Linked DNA regions of Mus musculus: all the other regions are linked to region 3. Evidence: chromatin contacts called from public HiChIP or PLAC-seq and promoter capture Hi-C data. All regions are on one chromosome and are shown on one strand. The core of a region is the stretch at or near the end of the contact, and the rest is flanking DNA. Distances in the headings are between cores, read along the strand shown. Region 1 holds the start of Dhfr (dihydrofolate reductase). Region 2 has its middle 49 kb from the start of Gm41020. Region 3 holds the start of Mtx3 (metaxin 3).

What was found. Promoter capture Hi-C pulls out the DNA fragments that hold promoters and counts their contacts. HiChIP or PLAC-seq counts read pairs in DNA pulled down with a chosen protein or histone mark.
Region 1: a contact with region 3 is called in an H3K4me3 HiChIP or PLAC-seq map of pro-B cells, with 2.4 times the contacts expected there. The contact joins the promoter of Dhfr here to the promoter of Mtx3 in region 3. A contact is called at or near these places in 3 of 39 promoter capture datasets (liver and pre-B cells), 2 of 484 Hi-C or Micro-C datasets (embryonic stem cells and regulatory T cells) and 1 of 115 datasets of contacts at active chromatin or transcription factors (pro-B cells).
Region 2: a promoter capture Hi-C map of pre-B cells shows a contact between it and region 3, with 2.5 times the contacts expected there. The contact joins the enhancer-like site here to the promoter of Mtx3 in region 3. A contact is called at or near these places in 16 of 39 promoter capture datasets (the 3T3-L1 cell line, 3T3-L1-derived adipocytes, the C10 cell line and 9 more), 4 of 484 Hi-C or Micro-C datasets (adipose-derived mesenchymal stem cells, cerebral cortex, cortical neurons and 1 more), 2 of 115 datasets of contacts at active chromatin or transcription factors (craniofacial prominence and embryonic stem cells) and 1 of 9 other capture datasets (macrophages).

Annotation. Positions count from the first base shown.
Region 1 is chr13:92,353,357-92,358,096 of GRCm38.p6, reverse strand. Dhfr (dihydrofolate reductase) reads right to left here and starts at 3,314. Exons shown (of 6, transcript NM_010049.3): 1 at 2,753-3,314; 2 at 2,398-2,447; 3 at 65-170. The coding sequence starts at 2,838. Msh3 (mutS homolog 3) reads left to right here and starts at 3,094. Exons shown (of 24, transcript NM_010829.2): 1 at 3,094-3,334. The coding sequence starts at 3,197. It also overlaps the pseudogene Gm19308.
Region 2 is chr13:93,245,830-93,250,472 of GRCm38.p6, reverse strand. No RefSeq gene overlaps it. Among named protein-coding and RNA genes, the nearest start is that of Gm41020, 49 kb to the right of the region's middle. Within about 2 kb of position 1,557, at least 27 of the 459 cell types and tissues checked have an H3K27ac peak or open chromatin away from gene starts, as enhancers often do. A contact at or near this core is called in pre-B cells, where this site is marked.
Region 3 is chr13:92,842,348-92,846,921 of GRCm38.p6, reverse strand. Mtx3 (metaxin 3) reads right to left here and starts at 2,154. Exons shown (of 9, transcript NM_001162945.2): 1 at 2,055-2,154; 2 at 1,647-1,716; 3 at 1,225-1,301; 4 at 1-61. The coding sequence starts at 2,135.

The sequences.
Region 1 (4,740 bases), core at 2,065-4,564, 490 kb after region 3:
TACTGATTTGTGCCCTGGGAAACAGATCACTTTTCTTGTAATGAGCTCATGTTATAACACTTACTTGAGTTCTCTACTGAGAACTATATTAATTCTGTCCTTTAAAGGTCGATTCTTCTCAGGAATGGAGAACCAGGTTTTCCTACCCATAATCACCAGATTCTGTTTACCTATAATACCAAGCAGAAAAGATTATCAGAAAATACACATATATTGTCAGTGACATACATAGGCAAGACGATTGTCATAGTGACATCTAGTGGGCATCCTTTAGAAAAATTAAGACAAACAGCTTTACCTAAAATTCAGATTTAGTTCTCATTAACTAAATATAGTTCAATTTTTCAGTTTGGCTCATGCAGTTCATATCTTTTACTTAGGTTTTAATCCATTGCAACCATGCATAATTTCAGTCCACAGGGCTCAGGTTGACTGGATTTTGTAATTCACTTGATATCCTTACATGCTTTATTAGTGTCTAAAGTGGAGAACAGGTTCTAATCCTGGAATTCTTGAGATTGAATGTGTTCACCATCTTAAACTACTTGTCTCTGATTCATCTATCCCAGAGAAATAATACCTATCTCTATGTATATTTAAGATCATCTCTACCTATCTATATTCAGAGGTCAGGGACCTTTGCAGAAGACAGGGGCAGAAAACATGTAAGAGTTGGTAGAAGGGGAAGAGAGCTGTGAAAGGCTGACTTTCGGCCACGACAGGGCTCACATATGTATGCATCAGTTCTCATCTGGCTCCTGCACAAGATCAAGCCAGGCAAAATTCAAGTATGGAGGAGGGTTCCTGAGGCCCCTCCAGTAGGTATTGGTGTTGATGGCTGCTGGGAGATGGAGAGCCCATCTTCTGGTCTGGACTGATTGTAGATTGCTCACATCCTAGTCAATGGCCACACACAGGGTTATTAATAACAAGTAGAACATGACTTAGGGAAGGAGAAGGGGACTCAGGGGGAGTGAGAAGGTAAATGGATACAACCAACATAAACTGGGTAAAAATATAAAGCTTTTATATTTTTGTGTAACCCATATGCACAGGCCAGGCAGTGTGACTGGGTGTCTTTATCTATCTTCTTGAGACAAGTTTTCTCACTGAACCTGGAGCCCACAAATTGGCTACAGAGCAAGCCCCAGAGATCTTTCTGTCTGTGCCTCCCTAATGCTGGTATTACAAATGTGCCACTGTGTCCAGCTTTTTATTCGGGTAGTAGGATTTGAACTCAGAGTAGACTGTGTTAAGATGGCATCTGCAGCTCTTCTTTGGCACTGCCTACAAGGTGGCTGCCATCTGTTTTGCTGCATCATGGCTGTTCGCCGGCCTCTGGTGAAGCCCAAGATCATCAAAAAGAGGACCAAGAAGTTCATCAGACACCAGTCAGACTGATACGTGAAAATTAAGGGAAACTGGAAACCCAGAGGCACTGACAGCGGGGTACAGAGAAGATTCAAGGGCCAGATCCTGATGACCAACATTGGTTACAGGAACAACAAGAAAGCCAAGCACATGCTGCCTAGCGGCTCTAGAACTTTCTGGTCCACAATGGCAAGGAGCTGGAGGTGCAGCTGATGTGTAACAAATCTTGCTGTGCTGAGATTGCTCACAGTGTGCCCTCTAAGAACTGAGGAGTCATCGTAGAAAGAGCAGCACAGCTGGCCATCAGACTCATTAATCCCAACGCCAGGCTACTCAGTAGAGAACATGAATAGGTGGCTTGTGTGCATGTTTTGTGCCACGCCCCCAAGATGGCATTTGTCAACCTGTCTACACAGTGACCTACTATGTTCTCTACTAATGTTCAACATCTACACTGCTGACTTCTTTTTCCCATCAGCTCTGCCCTCCTCTCCTACAATGATAAGCAATAAGCAAACATGTCTGTTAGGAAGAATTACAGCGAATGTCCTTACAATCACAAGTAATGGGAAACTGCCTTATAATTATTGCACACCACTCCCCATTCTTTTAAAGTCAGTCACCCAGACTGCCTCACTGAAGACCACAGCCTTCATCCCACCGTGTCTTCCTAAAGCCAACAGATTTAAATTATTTTTAGCCTCTTCTCCCCTGCATTTTTCTCCATTTACTCAAGTCTTCTGTCTTTCAGTAACAATTCTAAATACCGGCTCAGGTCTCTATTCAAAGTGCTAAATTTTGCTGCCGATTCTGCCCAGTTATATTCGAGCTATATGCACTTGCTAACAAAATTTCAAACATAGAGTATTCTAAGAGGATGTTTAATAAAATCTGGGAATCGCACAAAAATTTCTAGCAAGAAACAGAGATCCCAGATTCCCAGGGGAGACTTTCTACTCATACCTCTACCATGTAAATCTTGCTTCAAGCAAACATAATTCTCATGACTTAATTACTCTACATTACCTTCCACTGAAGAGGTTGTGGTCATTCTTTGGAAGTACTTGAACTCGTTCCTGAAAGTTAGAGAAACAGTTAACCCGTCATGTATGCTCAGGCTCCATTCAGCGACGAAAGGTGCAAGTCCGGTGTGGGTGTGGGGGGTGGTGTTGCTGCCCGCTCAAGGACAGGACTTTGCTCCCGGCCAGGGAGCCTGTGAGCAAAGGCTGGCACAGCAGGGGGATCACCGCGGGAACCGGTAGCTTGGTCTCTGGCTGAGGCCGGTAGGCCTACCGCTCACGCCCGTCCCGCGCGTCCAAGCCAAGTGCATGACCCTACTCAGTGAACCGCCTCAGTTTCCCGAGCCCAGCCCGGCCAATACCTGAGCGGAGGCCAGGGTAGGTCTCCGTTCTTGCCAATCCCCATATTTTGGGACACGGCGACGATGCAGTTCAATGGTCGAACCATGATGGCAGCGGGGATAAAATCCTACCAGCCTTCACGCTAGGATTGCCGTCAAGTTTGGCGCGAAATCGCAGCCCTGAGCTGTGTACCACTTGCGCAGCTTAGGCCCCGCCCCCACCAAGGCCCGCCGCGCATCCTATTTGTGCAGCTAAGGCTCCGCCCCTACCAAGGCCCGCCGCGCATCCTATTTGTGCAGCTAAGGCCCCGCCCCCACCAAGGCCCGCCGCGCATTCTATTTGTGTAGCTAAGGCTCCGCCCCCAAGGCCGGTCCCGCACAGGTTGAGGCGTGCGCGCGCGCAGGCGCGAGAAAGTGCGGCCGCGCGCTCGCGCTCCTAGCAGGCCGGCTCTTCTGCACACTGCAATGCCCCGCGGGAAATCCGCGTCGGGAGGCTCTACTGCCGCCGGCCCAGGCCCGGGGAGGCAAACGGTTCTAAGCCGGTTCTTCAGGTCTGCGGGAAGCCTAAGATCCAGCGCGTCCTCCACGGAGCCAGCAGAGAAGGTAAAGTACGGCTCCGCGGCGCCCCTAGCGTCCACCTAGGCGAAGGCCGTCCCGGGCGGGTTCTGTCTGGGACGGGGCGGAGCTAGAGGGCGGGGTGGGGCCGGACCGCTAGGGGCGGGGTCAGGGTGGGGCGGGTGCGTAGCCGTCGTGGCCGGAAGCGGAGGCCTTATGGAGAGCTTATTAATGGTGGGTAGGGCTAAGGGGCGGGGCCAGGGAAGGCTTAAGGTGGCGGCTTCTTCTGGTCCTTGTTTTAGTTGACTTTTTTACCCGACCAGCGGTAATAGATTTGAGGTCTTGGTGCTTCCAGTCGGTAGCCGGAACCCGAGCCAGAAACTTCTATCGTGGTGAATGGCGAGGACTGGCCGGCCGGCCCAGGATGCGTTTTTTAACCTCTGTTCTTCATTCTTTCCTTTACATTTTCCCTACTGTATTGATGGTTGAAGAGGAGCTTTATTTACATATGCTTGCTTGGCTGACTAGAAGAAAGCTGTCATTAAGGCTAGTTTCTCAGAATTCAAAACCATGTGCTCTGTCTTTCTGATCCCCGTGCCAGAATATCGTTTTACTGTACAGATTTCCAGTGTAAGCATTTAGATGGATGAAGTTTCTGTACATGCTTATAGTTGGCTACTTCCTGTTGCTTGCAGCCCATCAGATAGTTCAAAGCAAAGCAAAGAGAAACAAAACCAAAACCCCATCGTGATACTGCCACAAACACAGGCCCAAGGATGTTTCCCACACTAGCTGGCAATGTGTCACACTTGTTCAGGGTGAGTTAAGGCCTCGGTCATTTCCCAGACTGAAGATGTAGAAGGTGATTGTAACGGGCATCTCCTGTATTTTACTGCAGTTGCAAATCAGTTTAAGAATCTTAACCCATTTCATTTATATTTCTTTCCAATACTGACTAATGCTCTACTCTCTCTTTTTAAGGCTTTTTTTTTATTTCTGTACATTCACTAAGATTCATTTTGCACTCACCACTGAGAGGATATTAGGCAAAAGTTTTAAGTTTTTCATAGATTATCTGCCAACAGATAGTCTCAGGACATCTTTTAATAGTGAATGGAAGCTTTGAAACAGGAAATACATTGGTCGTTTATTACTCCTCTTCCTTCTATAATTTTGCATTTTGAAAATAGATTTTTTAAAATTGATCTTGTAGAAGTATTTTATTTAACATATGAGTAGGAAAGTAGAGAATTCCACATAATTTTAGTAGAATGTGAGGTAATGAGAGACTGTTCCTGCCAGTTTCTGTCTCTGATGGCAAAAACAGTCACCCCCAACAGCCTTTTCAGAGTAAAAAGTAGAGTGGCAGGCAGGAACTTACTATCATTCTGCAGCAAGGTTAAATAACTCCAGAGACTTCAAGCTTTAGAATAGTGTTAATACACCATTTCCAA
Region 2 (4,643 bases), core at 308-2,807, 400 kb before region 3:
TGCAGTGGGGCACCAGGAGTTATAAAGCACCAGCTACTCTTTTAAATCATAGCTAATTAAAAATCACTATAAGAAGGAGGAGGGAACAATTTGGAAAGCTGGGAGGAAGACAAAAATTCAACAAAGCAATCCTAGATGAAGTGTCAGGTGGTCAACAAATACAATACACACACAAACAGAGACAAATACACACAGAGAGACACACACAGACATAGCCAGAGGCACACACACAGACACACATAACACAGAGAGACACACACAGAGACACATACACAGACACACATAACACAGATACACACAGAGACACATATAAACACACATAGACACACACAGACACAGAGACATACACAGAGACACACACAGAGACACATATAAACACACACAGACACACATTAACACACACACACATACACACACACACACACACACACACACACACCACTGGGCACACAGTAATTCCAGAAAGAAAAGCAGATGCATACTTGGATGGAATTTAGGGTTTTCAAAGTAATTTCTTTTCCCCTTCAACTATATAGACACATGAGAATCACAACCATCAGGACTTTCAAAGCGAGTCAATATCATTGTGATTGAAGCAGATTTTCCTTCTGCCATAGGATAATACTCATTAGGAGTTATAAATACCCCAAGCTGTAGATGTTCTTTAAGTGAAGTCTTTCCCAAGTGCACTTAGTGTTATATCTACTTAGAAGATGTTAGAATGCATTCAAATACTGAGTCCTTGAGTTGACCAAAGAATGTAAAGGTTAAGGCCCGTCCAGGGACTAGGGAGATAGCTTAGCCAGGAAAGTCCTCAGTTTGATCAGCAGGATCTATATAAAAACAAGAAGTGTGGTGGTACACACTTCTGATCCTAGAGCTAGGTGGAGAGACTTGAGGATCCTTGGGGGTCCACTCAGCAGCCAGCCTAGCCTAACTGATGAGTTCCAACCCATCTATCTCAAAAGAGGTGGATGGCATTGCTAAAGATGACAGCGGCATCATACACCTATGTGCATCTGTACACGTACACATACACATAAAAAATAATGATTTTAAAACCACAGATAAGATACATAGGAAGCAAGGGAATATGCACAATGTATAGAAAATTTCAAGGGATAATTATGCCAAAGTACCTCCATGCCTGCCTACATACCCTGCTGGGGAGTCTGCCCTGCTCACCTTTGTTGGTTAGGTGGCCATGTTGCCTATCACATGACATTGCCTCTCTACTCCCAACCTCAGAGCATGGTGCCCAAGGTGGTTTATTTGATGAATAAATAAATAAATAAATTAATTAAATGTGGTTGGCCTAAACAGACAAGCTTTGTCATCAGAGCACTCTCTTGTAGACCTGATCTTTGAGAACAAGAAAGGAAGCAGTAGAGGCAGGCTAAAAGAGTGTCAGGGACTCAAATTGCAGCAAAACTAACTGACATGTGACCAGGCAGTTGAAACCTGATGGGGCTGAGGGAAGATGCCAGGACACAGTGAGAGACCAAGAAGCTACTCTGTAGCAGTTTCATTTCCCATGAGGCTGCCGGTGCTTGGATGCCCACAACCTCACTGCAGTGTCTTAAATACACCCCACCTCCTCTCGTCCCCTCCCTCGAGTATGTTGAGTCATTCTCTGTTCTAATTATAAAAGCTTTGACTTAAGCAATACATACATGATGCAGTAACAATGCTCCAAGAGACGGTTATTGTAAGTACCAGCAAGGATGCTGAAAGAAGGCTGCTAACTAGGAGGAGGGTGTACCTCAGATCTAGAGCATGTACAGTGCTCTAAGTCCAATCCCCATCACGGACGGACACACACACACACACACACAAACACACACACACACACACACACACACACACACACACACACACACACACACACGGGGACGAGGGGGAGGGAGAGGGGGAGGAGGAAGAGGGAGGGGGAGGGGGAGAGAGAAAGAGATCGAGCTATGCTAAAATGTATGGATTGTGATAAGAACCAAGTCCGAAGACTGAGAAGACTATAAAATATCCACCTATGTACCACTGACTACCACACACAGGTGCTGTCCTGGTGATGAGGGGACAAAGTGCAAAGACTTGCTGTGTTCTTTTTCACTTTCTTTTTGTTTTCTTGGTTTTTTATTACAAAGTATCTCAGGCTAGCCTGGAACATGTGGTCATCATGACACAGACTCGAGTGCTGGGGTTACAGTGGTACACCACCACACCTATCTTTTTGATCTTCTCACCTTAGGAATCTTCACCTGAAGTGGAGATGGCAGGTACTGGGAAGAGTTATGCAAAGGATGAAGACAGAGTGGGAAGCTGGGGGGATGCGGAGAGTCTGCAGGACTTGGCCAGCAAGAGGCCTCTGTGGGGAAATGTTAGTGGAGATTCTGAGTAGCAGGGGGCAATTTGAGAAAGGATAAATGCCCAGACTCTAGGGAAAAAACATCATTTTGAATTGTGGGTCTGTGAAGTGCAGGAAAGACCCTGCAGGAGGTGAAGATGGCCAGGAAGCAGGAACGGAGACTGTCCTGAGGTGAAAACAGACCAAGAAGGCCTGACAGCTTAGACATGTCACTAGACAGCCAGAAGGAAGAGTGGTGTGGAGTCTCAGTGGAAGAGTGGTGGGTATACAAAGCTGGAGATGGCATATAACGCTGTGATCTATAAACAGCTTAGGATATCCAGCAAGGCGTGAGAGCAAGATTGATAGCTTTGTGTAAACAAAAGAGGAATCGATATGAAAATCATTAAATGTGGTGATAACTATAGTTTCTAAAGAGAGCTAGCTACTGCTTAATGACCCCATTCCATGTGGCTATGTTTCTTAGCAGAAGTGGCTGGCCCAGGGCTGTACTTCCCAAGGCAGGGCACCTCTCAACTTGAATTCTCTGGCTTGTAGCCCATTCATCCCCACTCTTTTGAGCCGTCTCCTTGAAAGTCAGATGACCCCATAAGGAAGAAACAAAAAATATTCTCAAAGGCAGCAAAACTGTGGCAAAGGCAAAGATAAAAGCCAATAGAAAGATTTTTAAAAATCCGACTTTTTAAAAATAAATACAATTAAATGTATATTTTTATTCACTGAAATGCTGAGAAAACTAAAATATACTAACTTGGAAATTGAATTTTTTTTCATGTGTTGATTTTGTATTTAAATTCAAAGCTAAATATCTTCATTTTTATTATTTTTTTCATGTTCTTATTCTTTGCTGATGAAAAATATTTTATAGTTTATGAAAAGGGTTATTTTTTCCTTTGGGGAATGTTTATTTTTAAAATGGCAGGTGTCTCCCAACTTCTATACAGTTAGTCAGCAGATTACAATATTTGACTTAGAGTGTTGCCACTTTATGATGATGAGACAATACAGATCAAGGAAAAAAAAATGTACTTTAAATTTTGACCTTCTCCCGGATGAGTGACCTCAGTTCAGTAGGTTCTCTTGGTATAGGGCAGCAGCTGCAGTTCCAGGGAAAACAACAGATCCTTCTCCTTAGTGTACCGTGTCGCTAGGCTGCTTAGCATCCTCAGTACATTAAATGCACTGTCGTGGGCTCTGGCAGTAAAAAGTGATAGACTATTTACTTGATGTGGTCACAAATTACATCCCATGTGCTTCAAACAGTAATAGATGTGTTTAACCCAGATGTGTTTAAATGTTACAGAATGTAATTCATGCATTGAGATATAGCATGATACCCACTGATAGGAACATCTTATGTCTTTATACATCAACCGATACATAAAAGAAAAAAAAATGAAATGAATGCATTTTAGCCTGCAATGAATGGGGTTATTAAACCAGAATTCGTTCTAAGCCAGGGAACAACTATAGCATATTGTGTGACCCCCTATAGCCAGCTTCTATTGATGCTGAGCTGTAACAAGTCTTGTAAGGAACACGGTGTGCACCAGAATGTACAACTCCCTAATCTTTACTCTGCCCCAACATTTCAACAGATATAAGATTTTTTACTCCCTCTTTGAAGATAGAGAAATTCAGTCTTAAAGTGGGTCAGCTGGTCTCCAACATATTTTTACAAGATAAATATTCTTTTCCCTGAGCCCACCAGAAAAGCCAGATTTCAACTTTAAAAGTGTTGCTGTCATTTTTTTTTAAATTCAGATCCACATTTGTTTAAATCACTGAAAGTCTGCCATAGGCTGGGCACTGTGTGAGCCTCTGTGTTTAATCCTCAGAGATGCTCTACCCTTTTCTCCACCTGTGTAATTATTAGTGGAATTAACTTAGAAGAAAGGAGATGCATTGTTCTTTTAACATCATAGAGTCAGGCGTCCTGAATATCTTCCCCTTAGATGTACTGAGATGAAGCAACCCACCTCCATACTATTGCACTTGGAAAGCAAAACTGAACTTGAGGCCACTGTAGCCACACAGTGGTAGTCTACCTAAACTAAACAAAGCAAAACAAAGCAAAACAAAACAAACAAAAACCAATTAGAGTGCTTTTGAATAAATGGTACTGGGGAAATTGGATACGGGTGCACAGAATGAAAGGAAGTGTTCTGTCTCACAGGTGCTACAAAGTTAACTCAAGATGGATTATCAGTTCAAAGCCAAAACTTGAAACAATGAAACTACCCAAGGTAAACAAAGCAGAACCACTTCAGAACACTGCAGA
Region 3 (4,574 bases), core at 905-3,404:
CGATGTAAGCCAGTGTGTCTGCCCCTTGTTTTGCTGAGAGCTCACAGTCAGCATTATATTTCTATCAAAGAGAAAAACAGTCTCTCAGAGGTCAAAGGACATTCCTAGGACAAGGGAGATAAACAAGTTAGAACTCCTATTCTCCCTCACAAATGTCAAACCTAACATTAAGAGGGAGGAATACTAACCAATGAAAACTTTCTTAATGCACCATACACAAAAAAACCCCAATGTTGCTTACAGCTTGTCAACTACATTCTATTGCTTTCATGCTTATCAATGACCTTTGTTCAAAGTATGGCACGTGGTACAAGTTAATGAATAAAAGCAATTGTTTTTCATAAGGAAGGAAAAAAACATACAGTTCATTAAAATGTTTTTTTTTCCATAAAAAAAGGAAACTTCTCAATTTAGAAACGGTTCAAATTTTAATGGTACAAGATTTTTTTCTTAAAGTACTGACAAATCACGTATACCCGTCATGTTTATAGGAATCATTTTATGTTTAAATATCATGACTTACTACATAAATATTTACACTTCACACACTTTAGATACGTGCTTTCATAAGGCGTGTAACTATCAGATAAGTGCTTTTTTAAAGTAGAAATACAAAACTCAGTATTCAACTCAGTGGTAGAACGCTTGCCTACCAGTGACTACAAGGTCCCGTATTCAAATCTCAGCATAAAACCAAACCAAACCAAACAATAACAACAAAAGTGATCAAATAAAATAGTTGCCATATGATGGGAACTCGGGTGTCACACTTAGCATGAAATGTATAGTAACAACAGGACTAAAGTGATAACATTATCAACAAGAATAAGTCTGAATAACTAAATTGAATCTTATATCCTTTTCAAGAAATTCACAATAAATACATTACATATACTTCATTAAACTTCCAGATCACAGTAAAATAAAATGCATGCCTTTCAGCACCAGTAAGCAAGTCTTTGTTTCTCTATTGTCAAGATCCAGGCATTCCCAGTTGCCCCAAAAATTAAAATCACCTTATAGTGAACTAAAAATAAGTCATACAGGATGCCAGGTGTAATTGTCACACCCACAATTCTAGCATTTAAAGCCAGTCTGTGCTGCACAGTGGCAGCATAGATTAGCATGTAACCCAGTCTGAAATAACAATAATAATAATAATAATAATAATAATAATGAGTAACATGCAGAAAACTACCTACTTCTTCTAAAGGAGCTACCCACCTGTTTTCTTAGAAAGTTTAGAATTTTTGCAGGCTTAGAAACAATGCTGTCTTCAGTTGTCAAAATTGGTACATCACCTATAATCAAAAACAATTTACACACAAGCAAACACCGTGATTTATTCTGAAGATTACAATGCCTTAAAAACTACACCAGTTGGCACATGGAAGAGTATGGGTATAAACTTCTGTGGGCTTTACAAAGGGCAGCACTAAAAAACATTTTCGTCTCTCCAATTTTCCAGGTTTGTCTTGTACCTTTAGTTCTTACTCGAAATGACCAAACACAACCAACACACAGCCAAGGTCATTCTAAGAAGCTAAGACGCCCCAAGTACTCTTGGGCTATATGGCTGTAATGCAGAAAGGGATGCAACTGTTGAAAAGGGCAGAGAGGGGGGCGTTTGAAAGCTTATACTGTACCTCTTGACCCTCTCCAGGTGTTATCTATAATATTGATTTTCAAGGGCGCGCCAGAAAACTTGGCATAAGCCTGAAACAGAGTTTGCAATAAGAGATTTTAGACACTGAGAGCAGGCTTGCAAGGTCTGCAGCACGGCTCTGACTGATGCACCCTCAAAGGCAGCCTGAGGCTGCCCACGCCCCTCCCCCGTCCGCCATCGGGGACGCGCAGGCTCCCCGCTCCTGGGGACCTCGGATGCAGGAGGCAGGGCCTGAGGTTGCGGGGCCGCGTGTGTGCTTCTCCAACTGCAGGAACAGCGCCGCCGGGCCGCCGGGACCTGACGCTTGCAAGCGGCCCGCCGGTCTCCAGCGGAGCCCGCGGCTAGCCAGCCCAGTCCTCCCGCGCCCTGGCCCGCGAGGCGGCCTCACCAGCACCACCAAGGACTCGCTGTGGACCGAAGGGAGACCCCAGCCTCCTCCCCAGCAGCTGAGCTCCATGGGGGCCGCCATCTTGCCGGGGCTGACCTCTGTCACCCGGAAGTACTCGTACCGCCCACTCTCCAGCACGTGGAATGGAGGGGGGCGGGACGAGGAGCTGGGACTGACTCCTTGGGGCTTTGGACAGAGTCAGAAAGGACAGCAGCAGGCCTTTGAGAGAAGGTTTAGCAACCAGACTAGGAGCTGTGCCGGAAGGGAAACAGACCTCCTAAGAGTCCTCCAAGTATTTATTGCATTCAGTATTAATGTACAACAAAACTTGAAAGCATCACTATGGTATATATAAATCTGTACAAAAGTAGTTTAAACTGACATGGAGGTCGTCGGTACAAGTTTGCGATGTTCAGTCATTGTGATGGTCCTTTGCCTGCCTGCCTTTCCAGTCTCAATTTCAGTTGGCATTCTTATGTTAATGTGATTCAACCTCATTCAAAATTAACCCTGTTCCTAAGTTTTTAACAGGGGACTCCAACGTGCACACTCCTTTAATTCAGAATGGCTTTCCTCTCTAGTGGCTCTCCCCAAACTAAGTTTAGTGTGGCTGGAGAGGTTGCTCAGTTAAGAGCAGTTTTTGAAGACTTGTCTTGGTTCCCCCAACCTACGCTGTGTTCACAGTCATTTTACTCCAGTTCTTTGAGACCTGAGTCCCTCTTCTGGCCTGTACCGGCACTAGCCCTTCACGTGGTGCATACGTGCAGGCAAAGCACACACATAAAAAGATTTTTTTTTTTTGAGTTAAACTTAGCTTTTTCAAAATCATGAATTTCTTCCAGCTTCCTGAGGCTCCCTGTATGCACTTGAATTTTGAATTTTGCTTCTGTCCATATTCACAGGCCTTTTGCCATCCACTCTACAGAAGCTCTTTGTGGCTTCCTAGGTGTGGGGCCAGTGAAGACACAGAAGGTCTTGTGTTTAGAAAGGCTCTTCATTCACGTCATGTTCTGCTATCACTCTCTTGAGGTCATAATCTTGGTGCAAAGGGCTCTGCACTTTTATTTTAGACTAAGCATTGTAAGTCATTCAGCCAGTCTTGTCTTTGGACCTAATGGGCATGCACTAAATATTAATTTCTCAGAAAAACCATTAAAGAAAAAACTTGGCAATGTGGAGATTTGGGCATACTGTTTGGATCTCAGAATCAGGACCTGGGAGCTGTGTGATTTTTATAGACAGAACAATAGTCTTTCTGGAACAGCCCTTTTGATACATCTTTGGGTTTTCTATTTTCCTCTATCACAAGAAGATGCTAGGGTCCCCTTCAATTGAAACCTATTGCCGTAACAATAATATTCAGCAACATTTTCTAGGCATTTTTCTGCACAGTAAGGGGGCAACTCTCCAAAATTACAGTTCTGATTTCCTAAAGTCTTTTTTAAATATTTTGCCTCAAAAATAGTATATCTCAAAAATGGAAAGAAAAGACATTCCAATCCTAAAAGTCCATTAGTCACACTTTTTAAGTAGGAAATGCTTAGCAAATGTATAGTTGAAACTAAACAACACATTTATTGAGCAGAGAGTACATCTGAGGTACTAGGAGGCTCTGGAAGAATACATAGATGGATGTGGAGTGTCTCCTTAGGAATGTATAGTCTACAAACCAGACATTACACATAGGTAAATATAAAAAGCCATTGTTCCACTAAAGAGATGGCTCGGCTGTTAAAGGCTAGGTTACAACCAAAACTATAAAAAGCCATTGTCACAAGTAAATGTAGAGATTTATAAAATATTAACAACACAGAGGAGGAACCATGCATCACTGTAGGATTTTTGGGGGATGGCTGGGCCCCCTTCATATTAAGAAGGTAACTTAACTTTCTGACTCAGTGTAAAGGAAAGTTCATGCTTTGAGAAATAAAATTCTAAGCAATAAAAATAAAGCTGAGAGTCTGTATCCTACAATAAGACATTTTAAATCAAATGCTGCAGTGAGGATGTGGGTTCTCTGTGTCTTGTTGGCCACTGAGGTGGTGGGTGATCATTCTTTGTGGACACATAGGTGATTACTTAGTGTGACCTTCTCTCCATTGCTCCTGCCACTTACACTGATTTTATTTGCATTAGAGAGAAATTTAAATCCATTCTCTTATTAAGTTAAGGCAAAGAACACCATTTCTCCCAATCTGATAAGAAAATTCCTTCTTACAGGTTTATGTGTGCCTAGTTAATAGCAATCTTTGTGTTGCTGTAATTCCTTTTGAGATTCTGTATCTGCTAGCTTGAATTTTAAAATACTGGTGTACCTTGTTGCACAACCAGGCTGAATACTGTTCCAGACAATGGGGAAGAAAGCTGAAACCATTGGTATGGGTACTTGGCTCCTATATCCTTCCTGGCTGTTAAAGACGTTGTTCCGAGTTCATCAAAATCATCATTTCGGATTCTTCCCAGGCAAAGCATTCTCGCTGTCTGCAAAGCATTTGTGTATGGGCAGGATGGCCTAGAGCA